4 separate regions of the Mus musculus genome follow, and regions 1, 2 and 4 are each linked to region 3. A link is a contact called in public promoter capture Hi-C data. All regions are on one chromosome and are shown on one strand. The core of a region is the stretch at or near the end of the contact, and the rest is flanking DNA. Distances in the headings are between cores, read along the strand shown. Region 1 holds the start of Ddx56 (DEAD box helicase 56). Region 2 holds the start of Smtn (smoothelin). Region 3 holds the start of Kremen1 (kringle containing transmembrane protein 1). Region 4 holds the start of Ogdh (oxoglutarate (alpha-ketoglutarate) dehydrogenase (lipoamide)).

Region 1 (3,079 bases), core at 106-2,605, 1.0 Mb before region 3:
AGCAGCATTGGGAAGGTTGAGAAGCACTGATCTAGATCATCAGTTTGAGCTCACTGCAGTCACAGGTGCCAGAGTCCAGCGTTTTGCAGTTAGGCTTCTAGCCCCACCTTAAGTCTCCCCCTTTTCCTCTCCTTTGCTGCTGATTGAGACTCTAAGGCATCATGCACGCTAGGGAAGTGCTCTACATTGATCCTGTTGCCCACTTAATGACCCCTTTTATTGGTCTTTTCCTTCAGCTCAGCCCCTCCTGTTATCAGGAGGGCTTTCCCTTTCTTAATAGGTGGTCACTATAAGACCCTGTTGGTAAATGTTTTTAGTCCCCACCAATCTCTTTTCTGTTATTGCCCTAACAATAGTTACAGCGCCCAGAAGAAATGGGCCTAAGGTCAACTGACACTTTTTTGGCTTTAGGTGTTTTAAGAGGTCCCAAGGAAGGGTGGTAGTGCATGCCTTTAATTCCAGCACTAGGGAGGCTGAGTCAAACCAGTCTGGTCTACCTACCAAGTTCCAGGCCAGCCACTACATAATGAGGCCATGTCTCAAAAAAACCAATCAATCAATCTTCCCCAGGCAGTGATGGCACATGCCTTTAATCTCAGCATTTGGGAGGCAGAGGCAGGCGGATTTCTGAGTTTGAAGCCAGCCTGGTCTACAGAGTGAGTTCCAGGACAGCCAGGGCCACACAGAGAAACCCTGTCTTGAAAAAAACAAACAAACAAACAAAAAAAAAAAAACAAAAAAAAAACAAAAACAGAAGAAAAAGTCCTAAGGACATTCCCTGGTAAGGAATTCTCAAAGAATGGGCCTTATTAACATGTGTAACAAAGTCTGATTTTCGTTTTCTGGGAAAGATGGTCCCAGGAAGGGTTCGAGTCAACTTGGCTCTTCTTCTAAGAGCTGTTAAGGATTGCACCGCGTGTTGGCAGTATTTGTGAAAATCTTCATAGTAGCTGAAGGCCTGATTTAACATTTATCTTAGGTTAGCAACTTGTGCCGCGATTTCTGCCCAGTGAGATTTGCCTCTGGTTACCCACAGAACCCTAATTCCTTTGCGCATGTGCCTAAGTGGCGGCTGCCTCCCTTTAGCCAAAACGCGGTCGATCCCAACCATAACCTAGCAAAGCCCTGCCCACGTCACTCTGTGGGTCAGGGAAGGCTGAGGCGCCAGAGAAGAGGCATCCACAATTCGGAGGGCGTTCAAGGGACAGCATTGCGGAACGCTCCTGCGCAGAGCCAGCACAAATTGGTAGCAACGTCGGACACCCAGGAGAAAGTACTTCCAGGAAGTGACGTACCTTCCAGAGCTGATTAGTTGTTGGTTTGTCCCGCCCTACGCGTGCGCACTGACAGCGTGGAGTCACGCCATGGAGGACCAAGAAGCGCTGGGTTTTGAACACATGGGCCTGGATCCCCGGCTCCTGCAGGTATGGGGTAGGCTGTGGAGCTGCTACCCGGTGTGCCGCTGTACTCCACGCCGCTTGAGCTGCGTCCTCTTCCTTCTTAGGCTGTCACCGATTTGGGCTGGTCGCGACCTACGTTGATCCAGGAAAAGGCCATTCCTCTGGCGCTGGAGGGGAAGGACCTCCTGGCCCGCGCCCGCACAGGCTCCGGGAAGACCGCAGCTTATGCTATTCCGATGCTTCAGTCGCTTCTCCACAAGAAGGCGGTGGGTAGCGAGAGGAGCAGTGAGTATGAGGCAGGACGCTCCAAAAGAATAGGGAATGAAGTGCCCGACTGTGCCAAGGTTCCTCCTATAGGTCCTGTGTCAGTGTTAGGCGGCCCATAGAGAACTTGGTCAATTTGCAGCTTAATCTCTGAGCTGGAGTTCAGGTTACTTGGCTCTCAACCCGGGCCTTGGTGCCACGACCGCCATCCTGTTGTAATTTTGAGTAACCTTTTATCTAGAGGGGGACTCATCAGCTCCGTAGTACGTTAAGTGATTTCAGCAAGTTCTAAATTTGAGTGCCTGGGAAAGCTCTGCCCCCTGTGCTGTGAGGTGGGCAGAATTAAGAGTTTATCAGGACACAGCTAGGTGGTTGTGTTGCAGTACATGGTTCTGACTGTTTGGGCGGACCCAGTACTTTGAACGGTCTTGAATTGGTGTTCTTACAGACAGGTCCTGTAATGGAGCAGGCTGTGAGAGGCCTTGTTCTTGTTCCTACCAAGGAGCTGGCACGGCAGGCCCAGGCCATGATCCAGCAACTGGCTGCCTACTGTGCTCGGGATGTGCGAGTGGCTAACGTCTCAGCTGCAGAAGACTCAGCTTCTCAGAGGTGGGTGAAACCTGCAGGCCTCCAAAGGGAGAACGCTTTGCAAGTGTGTGCCCTTGGTGGTGTGAGTGGCTAGCCTGGGCAGGTCTGCCAGGGCGAGGGTCTGGCTGCTAAATCCTTGCCACCTGCAGAGCTGTGTTGATGGAGAAGCCAGATGTGGTGGTGGGAACCCCATCCCGAGTGTTAAGCCACTTGCAGCAGAACACCTTGAAACTCCGGGACTCCCTAGAGCTGCTGGTGGTAGATGAAGCTGACCTTCTTTTTTCCTTTGGCTTTGAGGATGAACTCAAGAGTCTTCTCTGGTAAGGAAGAAACAGAAGTGGCTCCTAGACCTGCAAGGGTCTGGACTTGGGACTGGAGTGGAATGGGTGGGCTGGAGCCTGATCAAGCCCTGTTCTTTCTTTCAGTCACTTGCCTCGGATTTACCAGGCTTTTCTCATGTCGGCCACTTTCAATGAGGATGTACAAACTCTGAAGGAGCTGGTACTGCATAACCCGGTAAGTGGAGCATCTGGGACTGAGACCCAAGTCTCTGAACTTGTTGATCCTTCTCAGGAAACTTCTGGCGCTTGCGGGGGGACTATTTTTGTTAGGTATGTCTTTCCTAATTCTTAATCACTGAAAGGAAGTCACTTGAAGTCATTATATATTTATAGCTTTCCCTAGTCCAAACTGTGCTTTGCTTGGAAGTCACTTGGGGTCACGTTTCCAAAGGGAGCCAAATTCTAAGACCAGAGTTCCCCTTGTGTACATTTCAGTCTTCTACTTCCAGCCATTGTGCAGGCTTCTATTCTGTATCCTGTCTACTC
Region 2 (3,106 bases), core at 589-3,088, 1.7 Mb after region 3:
TCTGATGACTTTCTTTGTACTCATCTTCAATGATGTTTAGCATCCACCTCCGAGGAGCCCTCCAGGATTTCTTCCATCTTAGAAATAACAAGGGGAGGAAAGGTGCTCTGGTTCTAGGCAAAATTCTGCGATAATAGTGCCATTACCACCTTGGGTTTCAACTTCCTTCTTGTAGAATCCGACTGTCTTGCACAGTTGTTATCTTGGCAATCTGACTTTCAGTGCCTGCTGTACATTCACGGGACGTTTTCTCTTCCCTGCCTACATTATAAAGTTCTCACCACTTGCACGGGGTCGCCCTTTGATGCCTAGATCACCATCACCACCACTACCAGATACCTTTTTACATGGCACCATCCCTGGCAAGAAGGAAAAAAAAAAAAAAAAAAAAGGCAAGGTAGGTCAGTCTGGAGACGGGCCAGGGCCTGACAAGCGGTAGGGTGAGGGCGCACAGCGCTAAATAGACAATCCCGGAAACAGGCACCCACCTCGGCCATTCATTGATCTCAGCCAGCGCGAGCAGGCGGTTCACTGGAGCAATCGGCTTCCCACTCAGGTAGGGAAGACTAGGAAACCTCCACAGCCGGCGTCTTCGTCGGTTTGGCGCATTTCTTCTGCCTCCCCCGCAAGGGGCTTCCTTCTCTAGGTCTTATTTTCCAATATATAAGGTGAGAGGACCACCTCTTGGGGCTGTGGGAGGAAACAAAAAGACTTTAAATGGACACAGGTCCTCTCTTTGGGTGTGTAAAGGTTGGTCTTGGAGAAATCTGAGTTGGAGCTCTCTGAGAGACTACAGGAGCCAGCTCAGCCCTACCTCAGTTCCACATTATAGTGTTAGCAGAGATTAGAATCCCTGCTAGGTGGGATGAACCTCGACTCCATTACCCATAGGCTTTTGTCTCATCTGTATAAGGGAACAGTCAAATCTCATTAAGTTGTTATGGATATTATAATCTGATACACAACACACAACACACACACACACACACACAAGAAATACGTTGGTGCTTTTATGGTTTTTATTTGATTTACAGTTTTTATTTATCAAGCTGGACTCCAGACTTTATCTGCCCAGGCTCCACCCTACTTTTTTCTTAGGCAAGACCAGTAGGGCGGCTCCACAGCCTCCAGGATGACAGGGAAGCTTTCCCTCCAGGGTCTGAGCTCTTGGGTCTCCTGGTTGACTCTTTGTATTGTCTCCTTGGGATCTTCAGTTTCCCCCATTTGTTGAGTTGCGAGGTTCATACTCCCTATTTAGAACTTCGGGGGTCTCAGAGGCAGACTTTAAAGAATTTGGGAGAGCATGCTACATATATGAGCAAGGAAGGTACGATATGATTGATCCTGCTCCATCTCAGATGTCCTGGGCGACTCAATAATTGTCAAAATGCTGCTGGTCACCCAGTCTCCTTACCCTGAGGTGGCACAGACCAGGTGTCCCGAAAGCGCCCTTTGAGCGTTGAGTTGACTGGGCAGTCTGTGTACTAAGGCGCCTAGTGGGTGGAGTCCGGAGAAAGGATGTGGTCTCAAGAACAAAAAGGAGGGCAGGGAGGGGCTGTCAGGACCGCTCAGGGCTTACAGGATCCCAAGATACTTATTTGCCCGGTTTGTGGCACATTCCGGACTTTGGCTTAGAGCCTGTATCCTGGTGAAGCCCACCCGAGGATGTCTAGGACCTCGCAACAGCAGTCCCCAAAACTACAATACCCAACATGCCTGTACAGTGAGGGGCTGGAGTCTTTTGGGGGCGGGTCCTAAAAAATTGAATTTTCCCAATGGGACCAGAGCAGGGGCGTGTCTCAACAGAGAATTGGCTGGGACAGCTTGGCAGGGCGGAGCCAGCCATCTGGCTGGCGCCGCGGGACAGGCGTCTGCAGCAGAGTCCAGGGTACGTTGCTGAACCGGCCTGGGCTCCTGGGCTGCGGCTCCTCCCGTCGGTCTGCCGGTCTCTACTGCATCTACCGGGTCCCGACCAAACTAACACGAAACTGCGCCGGAACGGCGGGCCGGACTGAGAGGTGGGTATGAGGATCTCGGGTCTACTCTAGGAGTCCGGATGAGTCCGGGGAAGGGGGTGTGAAACCTGGATGTCTGGACAGGGATTCTGAAACTCCCAGGTCCGGGAACCCTAGCCAAATCACGAGAACTCCAAAGACACATGGTTGAAGTTCTGAGACCCTGGGGAAAGAGTCTTGAAGAGACTCTATGGACTTGGAAGAGGCTTCTCGATCCCCAGAGACACTAATCTATAGGGAGCTGATACCTCGAGGAATCTTTCCCAGATCCTGACCCATCTCTCGCAGGGCCTTAACAATCCCCAGGACTGAAAACTCTGTAGCATGAAGCCATGAGAATGGTGGCAAGCAGTGGCAGGAATTTCTGAGCAGACAGTCCCGAGTATCACCTAGGTTTGGAACTAACAACACCCTTACCCAACATGAAGAAGCATAGCATGTCCACAATACTTAAGATTGGGCACTGGGGAGGGGTAGTTACCCCAGACAGAGTATCTAGACTAGGAGGTAAAGACTCTAGCAGTGCCTTCCAACTCCAACTAGTGCGCACTGGGACTCCCCCAGACCCATTCACCGGATGGGGTGACTCACACCAAGTGACTGTTGTAGAGAGGGAGTGGATGATTTCGGGATGAATCAATGGAGGTGGGGGGTCCAGAGGCCATTTCAGTCACCACATTAGCAAAACATCCAGGTGTGCTAGACCATGGAACCACAAATTCCAGAGACACTGGGGACTCCAGGAAGGAGTGATTTGGGCTAGAGACTGGCACCAGATTTAGGAATCCATTTTGACGGTCAGTGGTTGAACAAGAAACAAACAGCCTGGAGTCTTGGGCAGCATCTTGGAAGGGGACTTCAGAAGGCAGAAGTCACCAAGATTTGTGTTAGGTTCTTTCTGCCCTTTGAGTCTGAGTTTTTCTGACCCCCTGTGATGAATCTTTGACCATCTCCCATCCTCTCAGTTTGCCTGAAGTCCAGAGGTTGGGTGGGTCAGCTTCCCAAGGCCCTTCCAGTTGGAAAGTGAACTGTGAGTGAATTCTGAGTGTGTGAATGGACAGGGAGAGAGGGACACCTGGCTCCCCAAGGTC
Region 3 (3,407 bases), core at 664-3,163:
AGCTCTGGGTCGTGTGGGTGGAGAGGGACAGAAAGGCAGGCGCCTCGTGGGAGGTATCTACGCCCTTGGGGCCCAGCTCTGGGAGCTGCCTCCTGAGTGTGGGAAGGCTGGGGAGAACACCTGCCCAGTGAGAGGGCGAGGGGCACAGGGCGCAGGGGTGGGTGTACCCCAGGTAGGCCAGGGTATCCCACGGGGCCAGGATCGCCCAGCCCTGCTCCGGGCACAGCGAGTAGGAACAGGAGGGCAGATGTTCCTGCCACCGCCAAGCCTGGTGCAGGCCTGTACTTGCCAGCCCCGGACCAAGGACTTGAAAGCTCTCGGTGCACAGCCCGGACCTGTCCTGCCGGGCGTCGCCGTGGCGTTTTAAGCAAGAGCAATCGGAAAATCCCCGCTGCCTGGGGGTGTGAGGAGGAGTAAGGAGGCTCGAGATCCTGGGGGGTGGGGGGCTGCCTCGCGGAGACCGAGAATTTAAGCCACAGAACCCCAAGTCTCCCCTAATGAAGAGACACAGCGCTTGCCCCATCGAGTTGGGCACTTTTGTTGCTTCCGTATCTTTGGACCTTGAGGTCTTTTATGGTTCCTATTTTGCTGATGGTTGAGCAAAATACATTGGTGAGATATATATATATACACACAGATACATATATATGCAAATATATAGTGTATCACCCATTTTATACTAATTAAAAATAATTTAACTGGGAGTGGGGACACACACCTTTATTCTAGCACTTGGGAGGCGTAGGCAGGAAGACCTCTGTGAGTGCGAGGACAGCCTGATCTACATAGTTCCAAGACTCAAAATAATAATAATAATAATTTAAAACTGGTGTGATGGCTCATCGGTAAAGACAATTGCCACCAAGGTTGAGGACCTGAGTTCCCAGAACCGACAGTGCAAGGAGAACCGACTCCCACAAATGGTCCTCTGGTGTTACACATGCACCCATACACATACAATAAAAAACATATATGTATGTACATATGCATTTATACATACATATATTTTTTTCTTTGTTTCTGTTTTATAGCCCTGGCTGTTCTGGAACTCGCTTTATAGATCAGACTAGTCTCCAACACCAAGACCTATCTGCCTCTGCCTCCCGAGTACTGGGATTAAAGGCGTGCGCCACCACTGCACCGCTGTAAATACATATTTTTAAAAGAATAAGTTGCGCTAGTTGACACGGATATGATAGGATTCTGCACAAGGCTCAGTATGCTGTCCCTTTGGTAGCTGCAGGACTCCACAAGGAGAAAGAACTCCACATTTACTGAGCCCCCACTGTGCGTGCGAGGTTTCCGTGCATTATCTCACTTTGTACAACCGCTTTGTGGAGCAGACGGTATCGACATACCACTGAGCAGAAGGGAGCCCCGTTTTCTTTAAACCTGTATACATTTATACAGATCTTACGAGTAACCAAGTGGGATACGAACCGGGACTGGAGGACTCCAGAACACGCTTTGGCTAGCCGCTACCACGAGCCTAGCAAGAGCAAGAGGTTTGTTCTGGTTACTACCGCAGTGGTGGAACTCGCGCGTGAGTCACGACCTAGGTAAGGGTGAAACAGGGGTCACGGCGCTCGGCCGGTGTCAGCGCCGACAAACCTCAGCGTGGGGACTCAGAGGCAGGACCCGTCCCGCCCTCACCTGTAGACTCCACACCTCGGGTGGCCTCACCGCGCCTGCTGTGGGGGCGGAGCCAGGTGGGGCGGGGGCGGGCTCCCGCGCGTGAGTGGCAGGCCGCGCATGCGCAGGCCGCCCGGCTCGGAATCCTAGCAGGCGTCAGGCAATCCGGGCGGTGCTGAGGAGGACGGGGCGGCGCTGAGGAGGGCGGGCCGGGGCGGACCGGGGCGGGCCGGGGCGGACCGGGGCGGGCCGGGCGGCGAGGGCGGGGCGACGCTGAGCTCCGTCCTGCTCCCATGGCCGCCCCCGGCTCCCGGTGCTGCCCCCTCTGCCCCGGGCCGCGCCCGGGGGTCCCGCACTGACGGCCCATGGCGCCGCCCGCCGCCCGTCTCGCGCTGCTCTCCGCCGCTGCGCTCACTCTGGCGGCCCGGCCCGCGCCCGGTCCCCGCTCCGGCCCCGGTGAGTGAGACCCCGGCCCCCCCCCGAACCCCCTCGCCCTCTCTCGCGCGTGGACCCCGGAGAACCCGATGTTCGGGCTTCTGTCCCAGCACGCGGCGTGGACGCGCCTGTCCCGCGTTACCAGGACTCTGCCCCGAGTGCCGGCTTCTAACTTTGCCGAACTCTGCTTCCGACTTACGGAAGAGAAGGGGGTGCGTGACGGCTAAAGTCGCCCGTACCGAGTGCAGACTACTCTGAGTCCACCGCGGCGTCCGCCCGAGGTGGTGCTCTCGGCCAGGATGGAAGCTGGGATGGCAGCTTAGTTCCCACACGCCCTTCCTTGCCTCGGAATCCTTTCCCAGTGGAAGGACAAGCATGAGGGTGTTGTCTGGCCCAGTTCGGTTTCTTTGCAGGTTGTTGAGAGCTGATGAGCATAGGACATTGGTGAACCTGCCACTGGGGTCTCCACCCTAAGTTGCGGATTGTGATGTTGCGAAGGCAGGGTTTTACTAGTAAAAGAAAACTCAGAGTTGCTTTGTTTTCTTGACAGCTTGGATTTAGGGGAAAGGCTGAGATTTATTTTCTGTGTGATTTTGAGGCAAAGCTGCTTGAACCTCTGTTACTTGATCTGAAAGTGGGGGGGGGTAACTCACTCCCATGAGCAGTGTTGGTGAACATTAAATGATACACTGTAGGCAACTTGCTTAGAGTGTTCCACCATGTGTAGTCATTAAACGATTTAATAATACTTATTATAGTGTTTCCCAGTTCACTAAGGACTAGACACCTGGTTTACCCAGCGAATACTGAATTTCTTTCAGGATGAATCCCGGCAAAAGGCAAAGCTGGGTTTTGGGACGGCAGAATGAGGAGTTCCCAACACACCAAACCTGAGACTCAGTAGAAGTGGTTTCTAGGTGATTGCTGCCTTCTATGGGACTTCTATAATGTGCTCTTTTCTACTGTTTGTAGTATGTGAACAGGGAGGGAGGGAGGGACGTTCCGAGAGCCAGGACGTGTCAACATAACTGTAACCTAGTAACTCCTTCCACTTTGTCATCTTTGTGTTCAGGATTTAATGTCCTCTATGGAGAGAGAGGTACGGGTGGGAGTGGACTGGCGCTCCTTCCTGGAAAGGGCACTGTGAGCCTATTCTGCCCACACTTGCAGGGAGGTAGCATCTGTTAGGCACCGACGCTTTGCTAGGTCAGATGCAACAGCTCTTGGGTAAAGTTGGTATGCTTTTATTTAGGAGTCCTGGGTAAGGACAAATTTATGGCTGTTGTGAAACAGTTTACTAGGTCCCTCAAACTCTCCTCAGCGGGGTTCCTCAGCATTCT
Region 4 (3,062 bases), core at 223-2,722, 1.0 Mb before region 3:
TAAAAAAAAAAAAAGAAAGAAAGCTGCATAGTATGTGATACAAAATGACAAGGATAGAAAAAGAGAAAAAGACAATTATAGTGTCACTTTCCTAACGCCACCTACTAATCTACCTGGTTCCACCTTCAAGGGCAAGGCTAGAGGATCAGACAAACAGAGGAACTCCAACGGTGTCCTCTGCTCAATGTCAGAGCACAGGATACACAGACACAAGTAGGGCCTGTAAGGGCAATGAAATCCACAGAAAAGCTGGGGGAAATTTTTACTTCTATTTTTAGTTACACGCTTCTACTTAGGGTGATGAAGACCAGTTGCACATTCGCAATAGCTTCACTATATACAGATAACACTTACGGACGTAGAGACCTCCATCGAATACAGGTTGACCCCACTGACCCCACTTGGGCCTGTAGAGGTGTTCCTTGAGTGACCTTTTGACGTCAAGGATCTAAAACTCCACCCTCCAATGATGCTTAACGCCGCCATTTTCTGATCTTACAGTCAGGAAGTTGAGTTACGCATGCGCACAACACCTAGCCCGTCACTTCTCATTACCTTTAATCCCTTTTCCACACCTCACCCTGCTCCTTCACCGTGTAGATACTCAAATGCCCTACACTCCGCTCTCCTGTCTTTACATGGTATCCACGTGAGGATTCTTGCCGAACCTGTCACTTCAGAGACTGGCACACTGCTCGGTGGGCAAAAGAAACATGATCTGGTAACTCATGCGAGGGCACAGTAGCAGGCTTCCCAGTCACTCTGGGTATAACTCACATCTGTCACACACTCTCGCGAGGAAAGCGGTGCGTGGATGGTGTTTCTAGGGAAACCAGTGTCACCTTGGCCGACAGCCTGGTTTACCTCATACCGGCAGGTGGGGCTGCCGCAGGCACCAAGGTCAGCGCCGTGTCCGGGCACGGCGAACACAAGGACGGCGGCCTGCTGGGGTCAGCGCACGCAGGACAAAAGAACGCGCGCGGGCCAGAGGGAGCGACCGGTCCACGTGACACGCCGCGACCTTGGGGCTCTCCCGGGCCGCCAGGCCACCTACTCCCTAGCCCGCCACCTTCGCGGCTCCGCCGCCAGAGCCAATAGCGCTCGGCCCCCCGACCCCCGGCGCAAGTCCGCGTCCGCCAATCTCCGCCCGCCTGGAGGACCCTGCCACGCCATTGGCTATAACGTCTGTCCGTCAGGTCTCGTCCCCCGCCCACCATCGCCGCCCTCCGCCAGCCCGGCTCTGTCCGGCTTCACGCCCGTCACTCAGGCACTCCGGAAGCAAGGACGCATAGGCCTCACCCTCGGCCGCGAGCTCCGGGTGTCAAGCGCCGAGCCTCCCAGCCCTGGACGGAGCCCGTCTGCCGCACAAGGTTACCTGTCTCCCGTTCAGCTCCACCCGAGTGAAGCGCCGACACCACTCCGGGCTCCAAACTCTCAGCCCCGCCCCGGCGTGTGGCGTCAACGCGTAGCCCGGCCCCAGAGGAGCGGCCTGCAAGACAGGCTGTGGGCGTGACGTGACGTCACAGAATTGGGTTTCAGTCGCTCGCTCGGGCTTCGCGCCAATGCAGAACTTTGCATCTGGCCAAAGCCAGCCTGTTGCTCACTGTCTTTCGGCTGTCATTAGCAGTTACACGGGAGACGCTTCCGAAGCTTGTTAAGAACCTGGTACATTCAGGGCGTGGGATGCCGTCTGATAATTGAAGCGTTTGGCGGGCCGAAGCAGGAGCGCTGCGACTTTGAGGCCCACGGGCTTTGTATCCAAAACAAGCTGCCCTAAATAATAGTTGGGTTGGTAAAATGTATCCCTGCACAAAATAATTTGAATAACATGAGTGACTATTTTGAACACTTGTTTTGCAGCAGTCCTTATGAAGATTAGTTAGCGAGGTCTAATGTGACTTGGTTGTCATGCGACTTGGGTGTTCCTGCTAGTATTCTGACAGGAAGCTGTGCTGGGGTCCCCCTGGATCTTCCTGGCTCCAGAGCCTGCTCTAAACAGACAAAATCCACTAGTTAACCTGTTACACTTCACTAATATGAAATGTTCCCCGTGTCAAAATGTTAAGCCAGAGCCTGGCTGTGTGAGTGCACACCTTAAAGCAGAGCACTCAGAAGCAGAGGCAGGCTCATCTCTGAGTTTGAGGTCAGCCTGGTCTACAGAGAGAGTTTCAGGGCCACATAGAGAAACCCTGTCTTGGGAAACAAAATAAAAAACTAACAAAAATATTCAGCCAGATTTTGCAGCACACACCTGCAATTTCAGAACAGAGAAAAACTGACCAATTGGGAGGTCAAGATGGGCTACATAGAGTTCTTGTGGGCAGCCTGGGCTACACAGTTGGATCAGGTCTCAAAAAGGAGAGTGGTTCATTTCATACTCATGTCTTTTGTTGTTGTTGTTTGAGACAATGGCATGTAGCTGAGGCTGGATTCAATTTCATAATGTAGGCTGACCTTGCTCTGTTTCTTTTACCTGCATATACCAGGTGCTAGGACTATAGCTATAAGTCCCATGCCCAGCTTCATGCTCATGGCCTTTAACTCTCCGCTTGTTTCTCTTTTTTAGCAGAGTAGTTTTTGATGGACAGCAATACAGACTGTCAGTTTATCCTTGCTATGTATGGCAAATGGCACCAGTGCTGGATGAGCTGGCTGGAGAGTCCTTTTGCTCTACTGAAATAGAAGTCACAAGTAGTCACAAGTATGCCAGAAGCTCTTCAAGCTTTGGTAGCAGTGATAGGCCACAGTACAAGGGCAGAAGCATCAGCAATGGTACACGTGAGTTGTCCTCCCATGGACCTGGGGTATATCGTCCTAAGAAGCCTAAGGGCTAAGAAGCCAAGATTCCTCAGCCCACAGTTAGAACTTGCTATTGCAGCTTAAATGTGGCCTAGGTACTCAAATCCCTCTATCCAGATTGCATAAAGAGTTATAGAGGGGCTGGAGAGATGACTCAGCAGTTAAGAGCACTGACTTCCAGAGGTCCTGAGTTCAATTCCCAGCAACCACATGATGGCTCACAACCATCTGTAATGGGATCCAATACCCTCTTCTGGTGTGTC

What was found. Capture Hi-C pulls out chosen DNA fragments and counts their contacts.
Region 1: a promoter capture Hi-C map of adipose tissue shows a contact between it and region 3, with 3 times the contacts expected there. The contact joins the promoter of Ddx56 here to the promoter of Kremen1 in region 3. A contact is called at or near these places in 5 of 39 promoter capture datasets (cranial neural crest, frontonasal cranial neural crest, liver and 1 more), 1 of 115 datasets of contacts at active chromatin or transcription factors (embryonic forebrain) and 2 of 9 other capture datasets (adipose tissue and liver).
Region 2: a contact with region 3 is called in a promoter capture Hi-C map of liver, with 4 times the contacts expected there. The contact joins the promoter of Smtn here to the promoter of Kremen1 in region 3. A contact is called at or near these places in 1 of 39 promoter capture datasets (liver) and 2 of 9 other capture datasets (adipose tissue and liver).
Region 4: a contact with region 3 is called in a promoter capture Hi-C map of liver, with 2.5 times the contacts expected there. The contact joins the promoter of Ogdh here to the promoter of Kremen1 in region 3. A contact is called at or near these places in 4 of 39 promoter capture datasets (the C10 cell line, embryonic stem cells, liver and 1 more), 1 of 115 datasets of contacts at active chromatin or transcription factors (astrocytes) and 2 of 9 other capture datasets (adipose tissue and liver).

Annotation. Positions count from the first base shown.
Region 1 is chr11:6,266,005-6,269,083 of GRCm38.p6, reverse strand. It overlaps Ddx56 (DEAD box helicase 56), which reads left to right and starts at 1,355. Exons shown (of 14, transcript NM_026538.3): 1 at 1,355-1,424; 2 at 1,505-1,666; 3 at 2,113-2,273; 4 at 2,402-2,572; 5 at 2,678-2,768. The coding sequence starts at 1,365.
Region 2 is chr11:3,538,024-3,541,129 of GRCm38.p6, reverse strand. Smtn (smoothelin) reads left to right here and starts at 1,838. Exons shown (of 20, transcript NM_001284427.1): 1 at 1,838-2,018. It overlaps Gm11946 (a long non-coding RNA gene), which reads right to left. Exons shown (of 6, transcript XR_001780145.2): 3 at 1,415-3,106; 4 at 489-690; 5 at 1-359.
Region 3 is chr11:5,260,116-5,263,522 of GRCm38.p6, reverse strand. Kremen1 (kringle containing transmembrane protein 1) reads left to right here and starts at 1,913. Exons shown (of 9, transcript NM_032396.3): 1 at 1,913-2,088. The coding sequence starts at 1,998. It overlaps Gm46268 (a long non-coding RNA gene), which reads right to left and starts at 2,506. Exons shown (of 4, transcript XR_003949640.1): 1 at 2,307-2,506; 2 at 1,441-1,807.
Region 4 is chr11:6,290,007-6,293,068 of GRCm38.p6, reverse strand. It overlaps Ogdh (oxoglutarate (alpha-ketoglutarate) dehydrogenase (lipoamide)), which reads right to left and starts at 1,472. Exons shown (of 23, transcript NM_010956.4): 1 at 1,376-1,472. It overlaps Gm46270 (predicted gene, 46270), which reads left to right and starts at 806. Exons shown (of 1, transcript NR_168687.1): 1 at 806-3,062.